Linked DNA regions of Sus scrofa: region 1 is linked to region 2. The links are chromatin contacts, called in public Hi-C maps. All regions are on one chromosome and are shown on one strand. Each heading gives the region's core, a stretch centred on a gene start, on an enhancer-like site or on the middle of the called end of the contact. The rest is flanking DNA. Distances are from core to core; before and after follow the strand shown. Region 1 overlaps USP3 (ubiquitin carboxyl-terminal hydrolase 3). Region 2 holds the start of USP3 (ubiquitin carboxyl-terminal hydrolase 3).

Region 1 (5,271 bases), core at 2,161-4,660, 47 kb after region 2:
CTTAGATAGTCTTTAGACTAGCAAGGCTGTCCAGCAGAAATAATTTATCACGTTAAGTAATAGTAAATTTTCTAGTAGCGACATTAAAAATGCAAAGAGAAACAAGTTAATTTTAATTGTGTAATTTTTTTTTTTTTTTTTTTTTTTTTTTTGTGGCCATCCCATGGCCTATGGAGTTCCTGGGCTAGGGATCAAATCTGAGCCTCAGTTGTAGCTTAAGCTGCAGAGACAGCAACACCAGATCCTTAACCTGCTGTGCTGGGCCAGGGATGGAACCAGCATTCCAGTGCTCCCAAGATGCCTCCAATCCTGTTGTGCCACAGCAGGAACTCCTTAATTGTGTATTTTATTCAACTCGGTTTTCTAAAATATTATCATGTTAACATGGTAATGCATATCAAATTACTAATAGTTTGCATATTTTTTTCATATGGAACCTCCAAAATCTAATATATATTTTATATGTACAGCACATCTCCATTAAGATGCTAACTTTTCGGCATTCCCATCAAGGTCCAGTGGAAACAAATCTGACTAGGAACCATGAGGTTGTGGGTTCGATCCCTGGCCTTGCTCAGTGGGTTAAGGATTTGGCGTTGTCGTGAGCTATGGTGTAGGTTGCAGATGCGGCTCAGATCTGGCATTGCTGTGACTGTGGTGTAGGCCAGCAGCTGTAGCTCGGATTAGACCCCTAGCCTGGTAACCTCCATATGCCACAGGTGCGGCCCTAAAAAGCATTTAAAAAAAAAAAAAAAAAAGGCTAACTTTTCATTGGAAGTGCTTGACCTGTAGTCATAAAAGTTGTAGTTAAACATGTAGGTTCCAAACACTGTTAACATTTTTCCAATAAATGAATAAAGTACCAAAAAACCCATTTTCTTTAATAGTGGCATCTATATTGACAAAACTGACTCACCTTTTTAGAATAATTGATTTGACTCTGAAGTGAAAGCACATCAGTTTCAAAACTGTACCTAACTTAAATAAAATCCACTAACTCTTTTAACAATTCAGTATTATCAACATCAAATTCAAAAGGCCATTATGTAAACTGAAAATCAGTTCTAAATTTATCCATATCGACAAAGCATTCTTTGAATTTTCTTTTAGATTTGGCACCCCAACTTATAATATGCTATTGTAGTTAAAATCTTATGCATATTTGTTGTATACGTTGAAATGTATAAAATCATTTTTGATTTGTATTATGAAAAGTTTAAATTTAACATAAATTTGCATACCTGTCCGTATAGGTCACAAAAAAGTCTTCTCTCTCCTTGGATCTTTAAATTTAGCTCATTCATGTGCAGTGTGATACAGGTGAAAAATAAATCACAATGTGATGTTTTCTCTTTATTGAGTATTAAATGTTCCTTCTCTTTCAAGAAAATCTTGACTTAAGAGTTAACGTACAGTAAACCTTTGTAAAATTCTTCCATGACTCAAGCAGTGAACATTGGCAAAGAATATATAGTCATTCAGTTCATTATTTTCTGTTTCTTTTAACAGGTCCATAAACTGGTGATGAGTCATAGCATTTGTACATGCATACTGAACAATTTTAAAAACTGCATCCATGATACAGTCTACCTTAGAGCACAAATATTTTCAATATGTTAATGTGCAGTGGAACAAATAAGGGAAATAATTCCAATAAATCCACATTTTTGATGTCATACATGGTCCTTGTCTGTCTTGATAGAAACTTGCTTGTCTAACTTTGATGATAGGGAAACAGTCTAAGATGTAAAGGTAGCTTTTGATGAAGTTCCCATTGTGGCGAAGCGGAAATGAATCTGACTAGGAACCATGAGGTTGTGGGTCCAATCCCTGGCTTTGCTCAGTGGGTTAAGGACCCAGCGTTGCCGTGAGCTGTGGTGTAGGCCAGCAGCTGTAGCTCTGATTAGACCCCTAGCCTGGGAACTTCCATTATGCCGAGGGCATGGCCCGAAAAAGACAAAAAAAAAAAAAAAGGTAGCTTTTGCTATTTATAGAAATGTTAGGGATTGACCATGGGAACTTGGAGAACTCTGGATTGATAGCATAGGTGGTCAGTTAATGGGGAGGGGCGTGTTAAATATTACATATATATTTTTTAGTTAAAGTTTTCAGAAGCACCCACTTATATTTTGACCCCTGTGAATAAAAGACAAGCCATGCTTTTTCTGTGTAATCTTTTTTTTTTTTAACTACTTTTCTTCATCTTCTTTTCAGTTTTTTTGTTTGTTTGTTTGTTTGTTTTTGTTTTTTTTGGTCTTTTTGCTATTTCTTGGGCCGCTCCCTCGGCATATAGAGGTTCCCAGGCTAGGGGTCAAAGCGGAGCTGCAGCCACCGGCCTATCAACGCGGGATCCGAGCCGTGTCTGCAACCTACACGACAGCTCATGGCAACGCCGGATCGTTAACCCACTGAGCAAGGGCAGGGACCGAACCCGCAACCTCATGGTTCCTAGTCGGATTTGTTAACCACTGCGCCACGATGGGAACTCCTCTTTTCAGTTTTTTAATAGATTGGTTTCACATTTGTAAGAAATAGTTTTTGGATTCTGCCAGAGGTGACCTAATTTTTACTTAATTGCTATGCATTCAAAGTTTTGTTTGCTCAGAATGGTAGTCTTATTGTCATTATTCTTTGGTACTTATAATAAGTAGTTTTACACAAAGCTGCAGTTCAAAAAAAATATGTTGGTACTAGTGTGTATGTTGTCTTTGTTAAAATTGGCTTTATGCCAGGAAAAAAAAACTGATTGCTAATGTACAAGTTAAAAGTTTATTATGTGTGATTCATTATATTATTTGCTTTTTGACTTGCTAAAACACGCACACACACATACACACTACAATATCAGTTTTAAAGAACACCTTAAGGTCTTCAAATCATTTTATCAGTTTCCAGAATGATGTAGCCACTGTTTTATAATTTTGTTTCCTAACACCTCTGAATGAAAAGATTCATTCTTCTCAACCATCTGAATTCAATTCATTTGAATTAAATTGTGTAAAATGTATAGCTTTTAATTTTTTATTCAAATATCCCTAGAGGCTAATTACCTTTTCCCTCTTTTCACTTAAATCTCTCCTTAGCCCCCCACCCCCACCCCCAAACTCCCCATTAATTTGAATTGGGAAGTATCATGTTAAAGCTTTAGGCTTTATACAACATCAGTCGAATTGGTGCTTTGTATTTCATTTTCCATGTATTATGCACCATTACAAAGAATATCACACATGTAGCAGCTTGTTTCATTTTTGAAAGAGGAATTGAAGAGCCTTTGAGTAAAAATATTAAAAGAAGCTAATGTTCATTGCCTACGTGGCTTTTTAAAAAAGGCTCTTAAAAAACATTCCATTGTGAATTCCAAGTCCTCTTTAAACTCACCACCGACAGTAACTGCCTGCAGAGCCATGTGATCATCTTGGCAGCAGCCAGGCCTTTTAGTGATTTCATTACTGTGGTTTCCTCAAGCTCTTTACACACATTGATTAATATTTTCCTTGCAGTTATCGCTGTGATGATTTTGTGGTTAATGACACCAAGCTGGGACTGGTACAGAAAGTCAGAGAACACTTACAGAACTTGGAAAAGTAAGTAGTAGGCCTTGGGAAAGGGAATGGAATGGGGTTGAGGGGCCTTTTACAGTTTCTGAGTGGATTTTTGTTTATGAGTTCTACAACTTCATCATGTTTTTAGTGTCATCAAACTGTGAACAAAATAAAGTTTGGATTTGGGTATTTGAAAATGTCAATAGGTTTTTATTATAGCTTAGCATTTGTTTCATTTACTATTTATCTTAAACCACATCCAAGGGCTCCAGAGCCTGTTTTTTAGTTATTACCTACCAACTTATAAGCTACTCAGTTTATCTGCAAGGGAAGAGAAGAAAATAATACAAAATCATTATCAAGTTTCCTTTGCTATTAGAAAACCTTATCAAATGTATTATAAAGTCTTCTTAGAAGCTCTGAAATGTATGTCTCATTTTTTAAGGGAAATTAAGTTTCATTATATTATCGTTTGCTTTGCATCTGCGATAGCATAATATCCTAGTTTCTTTTTTTTTGAGGGGGAGTGTATTGTCAGTAAAGCATAAGAGGCTATGAAATGCTTTGTCATAAAGAAATTGAACTACATATGTGAATAGATTTTTTTTTTTTTTTGCTGTAGCCAAATAGGTTAGTCAGATAAAACTCACTGGAGCCAAAATTCAAGCAGTAAACAGAAACCCCAGTAGTAGTATCTTTGAAACTTCAGTGGATAGAAGCATAGCCTTGGAATGATTGCTGACTCAGGTGACATTTGTACATATCACCAGTAATCATCAGGTGCCATCTGATTTATTTCGATAGTTGATGTATAAAAGATATTGTGAGAACATGCAAAAAGTGGGAGTCCCTTAGAAAACCTACATGTAAAGCCAATTAGAATATTTTAAAATTGTGTTCTGAGAGGGAATAACGTAAATTCTTGGAGTGAAACACTGTCTCTCTTTGGTTAACCAAAGTCTCCTTGCATGTCTCTGACTAAATGGGTTATAAGCTGATAAGGGAAGAAGAATGGATTTCTTTAAAATCTAAACTAATTAGAACTCCTAGAGTTTAAGTACTTTTTGGATTGTCCTCTTGTGGTTCTTCTCTTTTTCCTCTTCCCTTCTTTTAATTTGAACAAAGCATCAGGAGTTCCATCTAGGGTTAGAGACACAGGTACAGATACATGATCCAAAATACTGAATTTTGTCTGAAATTGTCACAGTTAACTGTGAAGTAGGAGATTCCTGCAGTAATTTATGTAATATCACTCTTTGATGTGGTGATGTCATTATAAAGATCTTACTGACTTGATTCTATGTGGTAGAAGTGGGTAGCTACCAAGTTATTTTTCCTGCCCTTCATAGTTTTCTCTAAGAAAAGACTTATCATCTCAATGACAAAGAAGCCAAAGAGAAAACAGGACATTCAGGAATTTAAGTTTATTTAATTTAAATTTATGTAGCCACATGTGGTGAGTGGCTACTGTATTAAATAGCATGATCTAAAGTATTCTGCCATTTCCAGAATCACTGATGATAAAATTTGATGGCTTCTATTTTTAAAAGCTAAAGGCTTTATTTATATAGTTTAAAACTAAATTAACTCTGAGGCATTGACACTAAGTAGTATATTTACTGTGCTTGTGACTCAACTTCTTTATTTAACAGAATTTGTGAAGGAATAACTTAACCATCAAAATACAAATGGGATTGATCCCTTCTTACCTTGTAGTTGCCAGCACACT
Region 2 (5,073 bases), core at 1,347-3,846:
TTGCACAGTGTGGTCTTCCTCTGTTTGACACATTTATTCACCACGAGGTTTTTTTTTGGGGGGGGGATTTTTAAAAATTTTTATTATTATGAAAACTTGCAGAGACAGAAACGTTTTCGGTAAATCTAGTAAAAGTCTCAGGAGGCCTTCTGATTTTGTCCAGGTTCTCTGAATTGCCTGATAGTCATAGTTCGTCCTCTGCGGTCTATAGCAGTCAGGGACAACTGAGTTAGGACTCCTGCTCAGAGGGGGCTTATTCTAGTTAGGGAGAGAAGACTCTAAAACTTCTTTCTCTTTCTCCCCCCCCCCCAACAGTTTACACCTTACAAAGTGTTCTCACATTCCTGATGTCATGACAATGATAAAATCTGAGCTTAAGGGAAATTTAGAGATCACAGCAAAGAGGAAGAGGGGGCCAACTACCTGGCATATTGTTGGGCCACTTACTAAACTCCTGCCCATGGTAGACATTGCTAATCGATCACGCATTCATGATGAGCACTTATTTATTGGACGCCCTCTGTGTTCCACATGTTATGTTAGGAATAGAGCAGGAAACCAGACAGACTTGTTTGCTACCCTTATGGACCTCCAAGGGGAAGACAGACATTAAACAAATAATTATGCTGCTGAAGAGTGTTTTTAAAAGGCAGAGTGTGGGGCACACAAGGGCATCACACACCTGGAGGTAACCTGAAGGTGGGGCAGGGTCGGGAAAGGACTCCCTGAGGAAGTGATGTTCAAGCTGAGGTCTAGATGATAAGGAAACTGAGTCCTTTTGAGGGTGAAAAAAGTAGCATTACACGCCAGGATGAAAGACCCTGGTGAGTCAGTTCCATGGCTAAAAGAAGGAGCATGGATGATAATCGGGGGTAGCTGTCCAGAGGGAAACAGGTTGATCCAGACAGGCTTTGAAAAAGAATCAGTTGATAGGAGAGGGCTGGAGAGCCTGAGCAGAGGGCACATCTATTGTTTATACTCCCCCTTCCTAGGAATTATTCTCACTTGCTGTCATTAAAAAAAAGGGGGGCTATAAATTATTGACTTCCTACTGGGGGTGGCAAGTCTTGTGAATTCTCACGTCTTCCTTTGGAGATAAGCATTGTTTTCTCAGTTTTATAGACATAAAGGGCTTGGAAAGACTAGAAACACTGGCTAAAGTTGGTCCTCAAGTAGGCAGCAGAGCTAGGATTTGAGCAGCCGCACTTTCCACAATTCGGCACTGCCATAAAACCTCAAGATGGCTTGCTCTAACAGCAGTCAAAACTTGGGAGGCAACCAAAGAGTGTTGACCGAGGAATGGGAAATACTGGGGGGGAAAGAATGGGGGGAGAGTAAGGAAGGGTCAACAGAGATGCCGCAGGTGAATGGACACCGTTAGGCAGAGGAGTGCGCGGCAGAAACCAAGTGGTGGCGGGTAGTGTGGGGGATGGCGAAGCGTGGGAAGTGACTGAGAGGGCACTCCTGGACTGTTGCAGGACTGCCCTGTGGGGAGGTGCTCTGCTCTAACCACTACCCGGCCTGGCCCGGTTAATCATTTCCTGACCTTCCTTCCTCCTCTCACCCGGCCCGAGGGATTGCCACATCAGCCTTCCCCTCCCCCTCCCTGCCTCCTGGCCCTGTTGCTCCTTCGCCGGGTTTTACAAGGAGCCCCAACTTTGAGGCAATGTTTGTAATAGCCCCAGACATCCCCAAGGCAGTGCCCCCACAAAGATCGCAGCCTCGCTAGGGCGTAACCCCTGCCCCAGAGGCTGGCCCTATCCTTTTTCCACAAAGAGATCAGAGTGCCTGGGAGCCAATCCTAGTACGGATTAACGGTAAAAAGGGGGATGGTAACAGCTGCTGGCGTGATGGTGCGAGGTTTAAATGAGGTATTATTTGTAAAGTGCCTGGTTAGGAGGCAGCAGTGGGTGTTTAACAATTGTTAGGTCCCTTCTCTTTTCGTCACCTGGTAACAGTGACCGCGCTCTCAGCAAACGCAGGTTAAAACTATCTCACTTAAATTTACACTGAGGGTGAGGTATGAATGTCCGATCGTCTGCTCAAAGTAACGGAGATGGTGAGTCACTGTGACAGGGGTTGAACACAGGTTCATGAGTGCCCACGCGGGACCAGCCACTCAGCACCCAGGTGGCTGGCTAAGGTCACGTGTTCAAAAACTGGAACTCGATCACTATCGCACCTGCCGAAGGGAGCAGAACACTAAACTAGCACTGCTCTGGGACCTATGCACCCCGGTGGGTCTAGGCCCTTAATCTAAGCTTGTGTCTTCCTGTGTAAAAATGGGGCCACAGAGCCTGTCTGCCCAGGTGGTTTTTATTTTCTTCACATTTTTTTTGTGTGGTCAGATTTTCTACCGCGCTGTAGCCAGTCCACCACACACAACGCAGAAGCACTCTTTGTGAGCGCTCGCCCGGCCGCGGTAAAAGCGGCGGACTGGCCCTGTGTGCCCTGGTTTAGCGCCCCACCCTTCCAGGGGCGGGGAAGCCGCGGCAGTCCCGGCCAACAGAGTTGGGAAAGTCACTTCCGAGTGCAGCCAGACCCTGGGCGACCCGCCTGCGAGCGCGGGGACCCCCACCCCGCGGGAGAGGACGGGGGCGGGGCTGGGCTTGGAGGCGGGGCCTGCCCGGGGCAGGGCGGGGCCAGCCTGGGAAGACGGAAGCCCCCAGCCTAGGGGTGGCGGCAGAACCCGGATTCCGGAGTACCACGTTTTCCGGAGCCGGGCCTCAGGAGACGGCGGGCGGGAAAACCCGGCTCCCGGAAGCTTTTGCTTTCTTTGACGCAAGGGCTCGGGACTCAGCTGCCGTCTGCCGAGCGCCCGGCGAGGAGCGACCCCAGACGGATCCTTCTTAGTCCCTCCGCCCCCCACCTCGCCGGGTCCCGGAGCCTCCGTCCTTCTCGCCGCTCTCCGGGTGGCCATGGAGTGTCCGCACCTCAGCTCCAGCGTCTGCATCGCTCCGGACTCAGCCAAGTTCCCCAACGGCTCCCCGTCGTCCTGGTGCTGCAGCGGTGAGTGCGGCCCCAGGCGGCCCTGAAGCGCACCCGAGGCCCCGGCTCTGTGGGGCCTGCCGTCTAGGGGCCGCTGGCGGCCGGCGCGCGGACTTGGGAAGGGGTGAGGGCGAGCGGGGCTCGGCGGCTGGGGAGGGGTACGCGGCGAGGCGGGTGGTGCGGCGGCAGGCGGAGCGGCGGCGGCAGCTCCTTTGTTTCCCGGGGCCCGACGGTCCGGCCGGCAAAGGAGAGGCCCGTGAGGGGCGGGAGCCCGCGGGGCCCACGAGCGCGTGGGGGCGGCAGCGAGCGGGGACCTTGGTCAGCGGCTCGCGCCCCCGCGCAGCCCTGCTGTGATCGGGGGCTGCGCTGGCCCGTGTCCCCGGGTCGGGGGCGGCGGGGGCGGGTGTCCGGCCCCCACAAGGCGGCCGCACGTGTGGCGGGGCCCGAGTTTCGTCCCCTCCTTGACGGGACGGCAAAAGCGTTGCTCTCGGGGCGCAGCTTTGTCCAGGCTGCGGGGCGCGCTCTGGGGCCCTTCGCTACCTGCCTGGGCCCCCCATGCACCCGCGACCCGACCCACGCCGACCGGCGGGAACCGGGACCCGGAGAGGTGCTGAGTACTCAGGCGGCGAAGGTCGGAGTCTTTCATCAGCCAGAAAGGGTGAAGTTTGAAAACAGGCTGCTGGTTAAAAAGCTGAGAAGGCTAATCGAGCAGCTGCTTTGGAGGGGTAGCTCGAGTTGTCTTTCATATCTTTCGGATTGTCCGAAATTGCCTTGGGATTTCCGAGTTTTTGTGCTGTAGGACAGTTATTAGGTTTATGTAATGCTTTTGCATTGCTTAAGCTTCTTAACTCCTTCTGCCAGGCCCCTTCGAAGCCCCAGTACCCCCTTATTGTCTGCTCTAGAGACTTAGGATCGCACCGGCCACACTGCTTTGATTACTTCCTGGTAGGGCCCTGGTGCTGCTGATAGTCTTTGTTTATTAGCTTTGAGAGGATCAATGATAGCTTGGGTTGTAGTGTAAAATTTGAATTGTGCATTTCAAAAATCTTAAATTCGTTTGAATAAATAAAGGGAAGAAAATAGCAATGCTACGTACGATTTAGCTGTGTGACATTTCTCCTTGTGTGCCGGAGCTGGGAAGATAGTTTAGAGAATGCACTAACACTTTTGACAGGTTACTTTTTAAAGGGTGAATATTTCCTTGGAGAAAAACTCAGGTAATGCCGCAAAGAAAAATTCATTCTAGGATAAGGAATAGAAATAACTGCGGTTTCCTTGAGCTCTCAGAGGTTGGATGCTTGGCTTGGCTTTGTAAAGTCAGTATCTTTTTCTGCATGAAGCCTATAAAGATTATTAACTGGTTAATTTGTTTTACAGTGCAGTGTTGCAGTTCTTTTATGAGGGTGCAGAAACTTACCTAAGAATGTTTCTTTTACAGTGAATGTTGAGTATGAAACAACAAATAAGGTGTATCAAATTGCTTTACAAATTGCTTGGTAGTGCATTAGCTATAATTGTAGTTATAGCTGTGGTGCTATAAGTGTAACTTTTTTTTCCCCCCAAAAGAGATGTGAAAAAAAAAATCAAAGTAAACACTAGGAAAAGCATACCTCATGAAGAATGATGAAATTACTCCTTGCTCACCTGTGGTAACTATAGGGTTACAAGCAGACAGCATGCTTTTGGCTTTTTCTAGGTAAAATCACATCAAATTTTAAAATGGCCTCATTGGGCACATGTATCTAAAAAAAGGAAAAGAGTTTATGCAAGTGGCAGATATCCTGTTGTGAGTCAGTCTTGCCTTTGTTAGTCAGGGTGTCCACTTGACTGTGGAAAAGAGATGCAGAAAATTGAGTATCTCTTGAGGAACTTAAGTTAAAATAGAGCATAACTAAGAGGCTTCTGCTGATTAAAAAAAAAAAAAAAAGAACAGAGTTATACCTCTAGCCCTAAGGGAGGGGTGATTTCTGTCCAGAGGGTAAGATAGCATCTTTGTATCTTGCAACAAAGTTTTTCTCTGACATTGCTTTGGGAGGGTGGTTCTAGTCATGTGCTTCCATCTGTAGAACCAGTAAAGCTTAAGTT

The links. Hi-C and Micro-C count contacts between places; a contact is called where the count stands out from the background.
Region 1: a contact with region 2 is called in a Hi-C map of subcutaneous adipose tissue, with 1.8 times the contacts expected there. The contact joins the enhancer-like site here to the promoter of USP3 in region 2. A contact is called at or near these places in 1 of 5 promoter capture datasets (liver), 9 of 47 Hi-C or Micro-C datasets (blood, embryonic fibroblasts, fetal skeletal muscle and 4 more) and 1 of 2 datasets of contacts at active chromatin or transcription factors (alveolar macrophages).

The regions. Positions count from the first base shown.
Region 1 is chr1:108,466,695-108,471,965 of Sscrofa11.1, reverse strand. USP3 (ubiquitin carboxyl-terminal hydrolase 3) reads left to right here. Exons shown (of 16, transcript XM_021094102.1): 5 at 3,501-3,584. Among named protein-coding and RNA genes, the nearest start is that of USP3, 46 kb to the left of the region's middle. Within about 2 kb of position 3,410, at least 7 of the 83 cell types and tissues checked have an H3K27ac peak or open chromatin away from gene starts, as enhancers often do. A contact at or near this core is called in embryonic fibroblasts and subcutaneous adipose tissue, where this site is marked.
Region 2 is chr1:108,513,134-108,518,206 of Sscrofa11.1, reverse strand. USP3 (ubiquitin carboxyl-terminal hydrolase 3) reads left to right here and starts at 2,596. Exons shown (of 16, transcript XM_021094102.1): 1 at 2,596-3,009.